Linked DNA regions of Anas platyrhynchos: region 1 is linked to region 2. Evidence: chromatin contacts called from public Hi-C data. All regions are on one chromosome and are shown on one strand. Each heading gives the region's core, a stretch centred on a gene start, on an enhancer-like site or on the middle of the called end of the contact. The rest is flanking DNA. Distances are from core to core; before and after follow the strand shown.

Region 1 (5,069 bases), core at 260-2,759, 75 kb before region 2:
TATTCTTTCTCAAAGCATCATGGGCTGAAAATATGTAATGAGGTAAGGCAGTTGAACTTATATCACATTACATTGAGTTTACATATTATGTTCTGTGCACTTTGAAGTGTTATTCTTGCAATCTTTCGAGAAACAAACATCGTCGATATTATATGTTACATTTTGGAAATAAATCATACTTGCAAGTGAATCCAATGGCACCACATGCAGTACATGAGCTGATATGCTAGGTGTTCCTAAACAGACTGTGGTCTCCCCTTGCAGAAGCATGAGGAATTAGTCATAGATTATTTTAGGCATCAGTAAATAGATGAAAGATGAGCATTAAAAGGTAAGTTTCTGTGATGGAGAGCTTGTAGTGCTAGCGTGTGAACAAATGTAAAAAGGTAGCAGCTCTGGTATAGTTTAAACCCATGGGGTCTCTTAGGTTCTGAAGAATGAAAACTCTTCCTTTGCAGGGCTTTGCAACTGGGTGCCACGTGGGCTTGTAATATAAATTTAAATTCAGGAGTTGTAGCCAACCTTCAGGTCGCCCATGCACTGCCTTCTCCAAAATCCCAGGCTTTCTGTAAACTAAAATAGAGTTAGCATCAATTAGACTGCCTCATGTATCATTTGTCTTTGGAAGTGCTAGAGAGACCATCTACTGAAACAGCTGCAAGATACCATGTCACAGCTCCTCTAAGAGATCCCTTAAATCCAAAACCTGCCCTTCCCTTTTTGCTACTCCTTTCTGGGATATAATCTACTAAATCAATCAGATCTCATCTCTCAAGAGAAACTGTAGCACATAGCAAATTGATGCATAGCAACAAAGATTTGGGATATATAATGAAAGAGGTTACATTAGCTTTCATTTTAATTTACATTTGTAATAATTTCTTAATGCTTATCCAATAAAAAAAGGAAGAAAAAAGTTCTCATTTGGTTGGCCAAAAGGTTGTTATCTTTCATGAAATATTGGATAATCTTTTAATGAGAACTAAGACACTGCTGTGTTTGAGGACGTGAGAAGACTTCTGTGCTGGTTAGCTACAGGGGCTGTCCGAATGCTGAAGAGGAAGGTGTGAACCTCCTGTTGTGAGTGAACTCGCTCTGCATCAGAAGAAGAGGGGAGTTTTAGTGGGCTTCAGCCTGTGGCATGAAAGACCAGCAGCATCCCTGCTGTCTGGCTGCGGTCCGTGCAGCTACCCACAGGTGAGGTCTCACCTGGAAGAGCTGCCAGCCCCCGGTGCACAGGATAACAGGGCATCTGTCCGGGGAATGTTTATCCAAACAAGCACTGTTCCTGCTGTTTGCTTGAATGCAGCAACAAGTGCAGCTCTACGCTCTGCACACAGCTCCTGTATGTCTCCTTTTTGTGTGTGAACCGATGCACCATTATGCTTGAAAGACCTAGATCTGAGGGGCGGGTGCTACTTGGGGGATCAGCTGTTTGCTTGCTGGAGTTACCATCAGGCTTTCCCAGGTGCCTTGTTCTTTCTGAGAAGTGGACAACATGCTGTGATACCGAGTTAGAGGGCAACATATGAGAAACATCTTCAGGGCTGTGCTAGGAGAAACGGAGATGGTGTTCGCTGCGTGGTGCCTTTGCAGTCTTTAAAAAATGATCCCAGTATACAAGGAGGAAATGTGTCCTAGGAGGCTGTTCTGTAGGGCAGGGAGAGCAAGATCCCTGTCACAGCGGTGGCACTAACTCAGTGTGAGACTGGATAAATCCTTTCCTCTCGCTTTCAGGAGCTGTAGAATGAGCCACAGAATAATATTTGCCTCTGTTATCGTGGCTTGTTAATGACTGGGAATGCTTTGAGGTCTGTAGGGGAATGGCACCAGATTTATTGAATACAATGTGCTGCAGAAAATGCCAGGAGTGTTTAAAGGGGTAGATGAATAAAGGGCTGATTATAGATCTCTTTGAAGTCTGTGTTGAAGTTTTCACAGGTTTCTTTGGGCTTTTAATCAGATAATCAGTGTAGTGGAAGAGAGAAAAACCTTGAGCAAGGTCATGATCTACTTGTTTTTATTCAAGGAAGCAAGCTGGTGAACTTGTGATACAATTGTCCTTTATGCTGGTCCTCAGGAAAAGGAAAGGTGAGGGAAACGTTACTGAGATCCCATCAGTGTTCAGACAGGTGGGAGTGGATCACGGAAACCCTCTGCATCAGTGCTCCCTGATTTTTTCTGTCCACAGATGACGATCTAGTGATGAACACACACATAAAAATGGAAAGAACACTCCCAGTGTCAGGCCCCGCTCACCAAATCCTCTCGCACATAGAACCACCAGTTCCTCAGGGTCACATTGCCTGGATTATTGCAAGGGTCAGTGCCCGGGTGAGCAATGTGACACCTTGGGCCATTTATGTAACCACCTCATCGTGTAACAGGTGAGCAGGGAGTCCGCGTACAGTGTAAACAAATCCCTTTGCCATTTTTCCCTGCATTGTCAGGCTAATTCTGATGAAGAAGACATGCAAAGCTGAAGCCAGGGATCAAGGCTTGGAGCCTGATCAGAGCTTCGGCAGGAAGTGCTGCAGTGAGGGCGCTTTCCGGCGAGTTTCAAATGAAGGCTAAAATATGCCCCCCACCTCCCCTCTCTCATTTGTTTGTTTGCTCCTGCATGGCCTCAGCTGCGTGCAGGAGATACTTGTGCTCCGAGGAGAGGGGACGGTTGATGCCACAGCACGTGGCTTGGCGCCAGGAGCTGTGGTCTGTGTGCAAACCGTTATTTGGTCCCTGATCATGTTACGGTGTCTCGGTTTCTCATCTGTGAGTGATGCATTATAGAGGAGCCTGGGGTCATTTGGTGCTTCCTGAAGGAGGAGCTGCTTGTCTTCGTTGTCTCCTCCACAAACTTCTTAAGCAGTGACTGCAGACAGTGGAAGGGTGCCCATGGCTACACTTACTCCTGTATAACCATGCAGAGTAGCTGATAATCAACAGCTTTTCTCCCCCAGTGAACTCATGTTAAAGAGCTCCTACATCAATTTCCTATGGTCGAAAAAAGAGAGCCAAGAATCAGCTCCTATTAACTGTTCAAGACCATCATTTTACTCACCTGGGACACACCACAGATGCTAACATGACTTTTATATCTTATGCAGCTTCCTCTGTACTTAAGTGCATCATACTGTTATACCTAGAAAACCCAACCCAGTCTTTATAAAAGACATTGCTCTGGGTTTACTAGAGTTCTGCTATACTTACCATCAATAAGACTAGTAGTTAGTTGCACTTTCCTAAGGGGAATACGGAGAAGCTTTACTTGATGTCTGATGAGTATTTTTCAGCCAAGTTTCATAATTTGCTTGACTTTTTACTTGGGCTTTCCCTGACAAGCACACAGATAGAGGCAGTGATGTACACATTGTATTATGCATAATAAATATAATATTAGCATTTTGATCAGGTTAAATGGAGAGAATAGAGAAATAATACCTTAGGTTAAGTTGATCTCAGAAGGCAAATAACTCTTATATTAGATATATTTGTCTCATTTCCTAGCTGGCAGCCGTGTTGTCTTATATGTGCACAGCACTTCACCGCTCTGCTGGGCTGTTTCCCCTTGTGCATGTAGTATTTATCATTGATGTGTCCATTAAATCAGCATCCCTTAGTGGAGCTTCATGTTGCTTGGGCTTTCCCTGTACAGTGAGTATCTCATGTCTTGTTTGTCTGGGTGATATTTTTACACTAGGGGAAGGTAAAGAGCAGAAGGAGCAACTGTGCTCTAATGCTGAGTCGTAGCGAGCAGGAGGTGTTGCTCTGTGTGTGGCTGTGATTGTGTCCTCACGCTGCCTCCCTAAGTCAAGCAAGAAGTCATCTTACCCTCAGTATATGTATGCACCCAAATCATAGCAACACCTTTAAATTAACACAGCTTCATATTATGTCCCCACACAGACAGCAGTCTAAAGCCTACTGAGTTCCTGGGGAGTCAGTTTGTCAGATGAGATCATCTTCATTTTCTAGGCGAGAGGCAGGAGAAGGAGAGTATCAGAAGCAAGCAGACATGTAGGAAGGGTGTTTCCCAGCTAGTCGCAAGCAGGCAGTACTCCTGGAGGCCACAAGCACGGACTGTTAGTTGCCTTTGAGGAGGGAGAGAGAGACATAAGTCCTTAGGATCTGTTCAGGAGATCCACAGGGGGATCACCTTTATGCAATGCCTACTGGAAATGTCTATGGAAGTACAGAACTGTCAGAAATACTCCACCTGTACCTGGTAATCAGACATAAATATAGAGAATTGCAGAAGTTTTCTCTTGTGCAGGCCCGTTTGAAACAACCCAAGTATTGGCCTTCAGCACTCAAGGTATCCAAGCTGTCTGCAAAAACTGTCTGTGTTTTACTGCTAAGCAACTGAAGTTTTCCTTTTTGCTTCCTTTAGCCTATGCTAAACCGTCTTTACTGGAAACAGTGGTGAGAGAGTGGAAACAATTCAACAGGATTTGCAAAGCAGGGAGTGATACTGTACTAAACCAGACTCACTGTAAACCCCCTAAGCTCCATGGAAAGCCTTAGTTGTGGCTTGAGACCTTAGCTTTGGCATTGAAAAACATGCCTGTAATAGCTCAAAAATGAGGCAATTTCTGCTGTAGCAAGGATTTTCCATAGAGAATTCCCGTCAGGTCTGCCACTGTCTGATGTGTTTGGCCTGCTGGATGAAGACTGCCCAGATCACCACTCTGTGCCGTGCTTTAATTTGCTCACTTCTGGACCCTGTCCAGCATCCCTGACATCCCTCCATTGATTGCAGCTTACACTGGATTAAGCCCAGCAGTCGTCTAAGCGTATCCATTTCATGGTTGTTTGTGGGCTGTGTTTTGGAGTTTATAAGGGTGCTGACTGTTATAAATATCTTTATAGGTTGGCCTTATGAAAATGCAGTGCCTTTACTCTGTACTCATGCTTTTATTATTATCATTATCAAGTTACCGCTTTTAAACACTCAGTTGTTTAAAAGTAGAAAAACCTTCCATTACAAAAGCATAGCAACCTCCTCCATAGAAGAATACGATTTAATGTCGAGTCATTAGCTGTGGAACTTTTTGGCTTGGTTTGTTAGCATT
Region 2 (5,484 bases), core at 2,480-4,979:
TCGGCAGCTGGAAATGCCAGAGAAGCACAAAAGCTTGCACAAGTAATATGTTATATTGTCATCACAGGATGACTGTGAGCCCCAACGTGTTACAAATGTGAAAAGACAAATAGTACCCTACAACGTATCCAGAGAGAGAGGGAAGAATGAATAGTGTTATACAGGGCTCAGGAGACAGCTGAACTGAAAAAAAAAATGATGTGCACTTCTTGTCACCTACTTACTAGAAATATGTATTCCCGTGGGAACAGGTGAAGAAAAGGGCTAGCAGATGATACCGGGAACACGGCGACTCCTAGCCTACGTGGAGAGATGAGGAGAGGGTGGCTTTTTCAGCCAGCAAAATGACGGATGAGAAAGGCTGCATTTCCTCTGTGTAAGTGTGTCAGGGTGTAAAGATCAGAAGAGAGGAAATCATTAAAGGTGAAGGAAGAGTTTATCCCAAGAACGAACGGGTATGAACTGACCATAAAGGGATTTAGCTTGGAAATTAGAAGAAAGCTTCTAGCCATCTGAACAATTAGGTTTGGGAACAGTCATTAATGGTAGAAGTGAGGAAAGGAGCCCAACTTGCTTTGAGAAGAATTCACTTAAGTGAAAGGCAGTTCATACCGTGGCTGCCTGTAATGGCACGCAGTGACCCAGAATTTTCTACAGCTATATTTGCTGAACCACGAATCAGTTTGGTGGCATCCATAACCAAAAGGTCATCACTTTACCTAGACTTAAGTCTACGCTTTCAGCCTCACCAGTACTGCTCAGGTGCAAACTGGTGGTTCACTGGGAGACTTGGTGGGGAGAGAGTGACAGCAGGGAAAGGCAAATACTGTTACTGCAGAAGGCCCTTGTCCATCCCTAGCACTGAGGAGCACAGGATGACACCACACCTGCAAACTGGGGATACAGCCCTGCGATACTGGTGCCAACAGATGAGCCAAAAGATCCTCTTAGAGACCAGTCTTGGAGGCAGAGAGAAACAGCCCTGACTCTCCTGGTCTGTTCCCGATTGCTTTCCCCCATGAGCTGGGACTTAGTTGAGGCCGTTCAGATGAAAGCTGTCTTTTTTTCTAGGTGTTGTTCGTCCTCTTTTATCGCTTACAAGGTGTTTGCCATTCTGTATTTATGCTCCTCGTTTCACTTTGTGACAGTTCCTCTCACCAAAACTTTTTACAGAAGAAGAACTGATGTTAAAGCTGACAAAGTGCCTTGCCTAAAGCTGCTCAGAAAATCTGTGGTAGAATAGATTATCTACCCAATTCCTACTCCCTGCCTAACCCAAAGTTGTTGTCTCTGCTAACCTTTCTTCCTTGTTTAACTTTCCACTTCCCTTTTAGCCTGCCTCTCTCAAGCTCACTCCTAGCCCTCGCTTCTCTCTTCATGCCTGCTGAAGCCCACAGCTCAGGTGCTGCCCTGCAAGCCACTGCCCTTCGGTATCTCTTAGTTCTCTGTTTGTGCCATCCATTGCTCTCACAGTTGTAGATCACCGCAGCAACAGCCCAGCAGTGGTAAGAAGGAATGTAAAAACTATCAGTATTGTGGCCGTGGCCAGGGCAATACACAGCTACCAGCGGGATGCAGGGCTCTGGGAGACCCCAGACAGATTTCTTGGTTTCTAGATGCTAACACAGCAGACTTGCCAGATCTTGCTCATCAAGGGAAGAAAAACTCGGGCAGTCAGCTCCCAGCTTGTGCCCCTCAGCAGGCAACTTTTGCCCTGTGCCTTCTCTGCAACAGTGCAGCCTCTCTCTCCCCTGTGACCCCCCCATACCAGGCACAGCTGGTGAGCATCAGCAGTGATCCCCTGGGGAGCATCTCAGGGGAACAGGTGCCCCAGAGCAGGACAGAAACCTGTCATGCTGTCATGTGAGCCAGTCAACCACACGTACTCCCATCAATACAATGCACGGAAGAGAAATAGAGCTGGCAGAGAACAAAGCAAAGGCAGCAGATACTGCAGTTGCTATGCAAGGCTGCTGAAATGATCTGGAGTGACTATTCTGGGGGGACCTATAATGCAAGGAAACTCACATGTGCCTGTGTTTCAACAGGCAGCCTGATCTGCAGCCCATCTCTAAATGTGCTTCAGTCTGGAGTCTTCTAAACTCTACTGTAATCATTATGTCTTCAGAAACAAAATTTATGTGCTGTGGTGAAAGGGTCTGTTTATGCTACTGCAGCCATTCAGGTGCGCAGGCCTGTGCGAGGCTGGTGTCTTGAGCAGGGAGATTTTCTCTGAAGTATTTTGACTCTTATGTGTTTAAGTTGTGGTAAGATTGGAGATCTTTCTCATCATCCATGCGTCTTTGCAATCAGGCAGTCTCACAAGCAACTGTGATACGGTGAGCATAATATCTGAATATACGGCCAGTTGCAGAGAATCCTGCCTTTCACAATCTTCCTGTTACCGCCCCATTTGTATGGATGTGAATTTTGATGCAATTGCAGCAGTTGCGAGGAAAATGACTTGGTTATGTATAAATGTGGTCAGTGCCACAAGTGTCTGAGAAATTATTAATCATAATGGGCCCGATTTTCAGATGAATCAAGTTAATATTTGTCTCAGAGAAAAGCGTGCAGGGCAAGGTGACTTAAGCTAACGTTCTACCCAGCTAACCTTTATCCTGCAGAGAGATTAAAATGGATCCAAAGAAAATGTTATTAAAAGGAGTTCAGGGTTTGCTCTAACTATGCCAGAGGTTTATATTCCTTTAGAGACTGCTATGATGGCCAGAGATTTGTATGTGCTCTCCTCTGTCTGTTCCTAAATAGCAAGAGAAGCAGCAGACATAAAGCCGGGTGTTTCACGTCAGTGCTTATGAACTTTTGTCCAAAGACCAGAGGTGATTGGTAAGACACTAAAGGTTATCTAGAAAATGCTGTAAAAATGCACACTGAAATAAAACTCAGATGCACATTCCTGCTTGCCAACAACAGAAGAAAGTAAATGATATTTTATTTATATAAACACGAAAAAATGCACAAAAAATTATCCTAATTCTTACTTAATTATAAAGGAAAGCTGTGGCTTTTCTTTCATAACAACGGGATTGCTAAGAAACATAGCTACCTTTTGTCTCAGTACAACTCTTGATCGGTTTGCTGCCTGTTTTGTACCACAGACTCTCTGACAAGGATCTGTCCCACTCTCTCCCTTTTCTCTCCATCCTCTCTCCCAACTAAAGAGCTCACACACTACAGTGAAAACTTGGGGGCTCAGATCTCCCTGTCTCCACCACCACACCTCAGTCAACCCCTAGAGTGTTCTCAGTTTTCTTGTCAAGACAGTTGAAGGGAAGCCCACTTTGTACATGAGCTTCTGCTTTGCAAAGCTTCGTGCAAAACTTTCTGTTTTCTTTCAGGATTCTTCCCCCCTTTCCTTAGCTCTAGTTCACAATAACCTGAATGAATGATGTGGGCTCATCCCCTTTCTTCTGAGGCATCACATCCTGCTAATAGCAAGAGACTCTAACCTCATGGCCCAGTGGTCAAAGTCACTGAACCCATGATGTGATCCTCTCCCCCCTGCATACGTAGTCCTGCTTGCCCTCTGTGATCAGGCTCCCTAGCTGTCACACCCCCTTTTCCAGTGGTGATTTCCAGCTCTTGGTTTCCTGCCACCCCTTCTCTGAACTGTGGTTAAAATAACTGTGGGAGTTCCTTGGCTCTGGGACTGTCATCACAGGCTTTCATGAGTACGTGGTGATGCGGCAGTGCATCATCTTACAGTGTGGGGACACAGAATAAGAAAGAGGAAGGGAACAAGCAGGGAACTAAACCCCACCAGAGGTTGTGTCTGCTCTAGGGCATGTTGGCAGGCAGCCACGTCACAGCATTGCAAAATCACAGACTGTTTGAGATTGGAAGAGACCTCTGGAGGTCATCTAGTCCAACCCTCTGCTCAAGAAGGCTCACCAAAAGCACATTGCATGGGATCGTGTACAAGTGGGTTCTGAAAATCTCCAGAGGAGGAGACTCTACAATCTCTCTGGGCAGCCTGTTCCAGTGCTCTGTCACCCTCGCTTCAGTAGTTCCAGGTCTCTCTTATACTGGGCAGCCCAGAAGGGGACAAAATATGCCAGGTGTGACCTCGCCAGGGCTGAGTAGAGGGGCAGGATCACCTCCTAACACTCTTCCAAATGCACCCAAGGATACCATTGGCCTTCTTGGCCACAAGGGCAATTTGTTGGCTCATGGTCAACTTGTCCACCAGGACACCCATGTCCTTCTCTGCAGAGCTGCTTTCCAGCAGGGCAGCAAACAGCCTGTACTGGTGCTTGGGTTATTCCTCCCTAGGTGAAGGACTTTATGTTTGCCTTTGTTGGCATTCATAAGGTTCCTCATGGCCCATCTCTCCAGCCTGCCCAGGTCTCTCTGCATGGCAGCACAGCTTTCAGGTGTATCAGCCACTCCCCTCAGTTTTGTGTCTTCAGCAAACGTGCCAAGGCTGCACTCCATCCCTTCGTCCAGGTCACAGAATAAGTTGAAGAAGACTGGATCCAGTACTGACCCCATCTGTATTTGTCTGTAGTTACACTTGGCTCGTCTGTCATGCTCTTCTACAATGCTTTCCACCAGGTGGGAGAGTCTTCCAGGGTATAAAAGCTAATCTAGGTGGGGAGACCCCAGGATTTTCTCTCTTGCCAATTACAAAACCTACCCAGCTCATCTGTCACCACCTTTTAACGTACAGCTTTGATGGCAATTTCAGATTTGTTCCTGAAACTGGGGGCAGATACAAGTAAGACAGTAAACATGCCTTTACTCCTCTTCCCTTTGTAGGAAGAAAAAATGCTCCTGAAATTGGAGATCCATGTGACAAGGCCAGGAGATGAGGGGGGCTCTCTGCTGACGACATACAGTTGTGCCCCATTGCTGCTCTCGCTAGCAGAAAATGTCCTGAGCTCAGGAACATCCCTGCAAACAGACAGTGGTTCTTGCTCTTGCTTCTTCTGCACAGTCCCTGCCTGGGACCTGGTAGGGTATAAAGCCAAATTTCCATTATAGTAGAAGTGTGAAATATGAAATTTGGTCTGGGACAGGCTGGCGACTGTTCTCAGACAGCAAAAAGCTTTGTTTCAAGGTATTTCAAAAACATTTCACAGGGCCATGGGGAGGAGCAGGGGAAACCTTGCTTGTTCAGCTTTTCTGTCTGAAGCCAAAACCTTCCCTCGAGTTTCATAAGTTTTGGATAGGGGATGCATAATGTAGCTGGAAGTTTGTAGTAACTATCAAAGGAATTCCTAGGAAAAAAACATTCTAGGTAGCACTGAAGCACATGGCAGAATGTCATGAACATGCTGCAATATTTAGGTTTAAGGTGAAATAAAAACCAAAAAGAGTGGATGAACTCTCATAAAATGTCTCCATTGCCACATTTTTTAAGATAGCATGTATCATTTTGTACTTAACATAGAAATTGCCTCCTGCAGAATACCTTACTGAATTTTAGCCAGCAGTGAAACAGCAGATGGGTAGCAAAATGCT

The links. Hi-C and Micro-C count contacts between places; a contact is called where the count stands out from the background.
Region 1: a Hi-C map of skeletal muscle shows a contact between it and region 2, with 1.6 times the contacts expected there. The contact joins two enhancer-like sites. A contact is called at or near these places in 3 of 8 Hi-C or Micro-C datasets (skeletal muscle and small yellow follicle).

The regions. Positions count from the first base shown.
Region 1 is chr1:88,444,836-88,449,904 of IASCAAS_PekinDuck_T2T, reverse strand. No RefSeq gene overlaps it. Among named protein-coding and RNA genes, the nearest start is that of DPT, 40 kb to the right of the region's middle. Within about 2 kb of position 1,509, at least 1 of the 8 cell types and tissues checked has an H3K27ac peak or open chromatin away from gene starts, as enhancers often do.
Region 2 is chr1:88,371,171-88,376,654 of IASCAAS_PekinDuck_T2T, reverse strand. No RefSeq gene overlaps it. Among named protein-coding and RNA genes, the nearest start is that of DPT, 34 kb to the left of the region's middle. Within about 2 kb of position 3,729, at least 2 of the 8 cell types and tissues checked have an H3K27ac peak or open chromatin away from gene starts, as enhancers often do.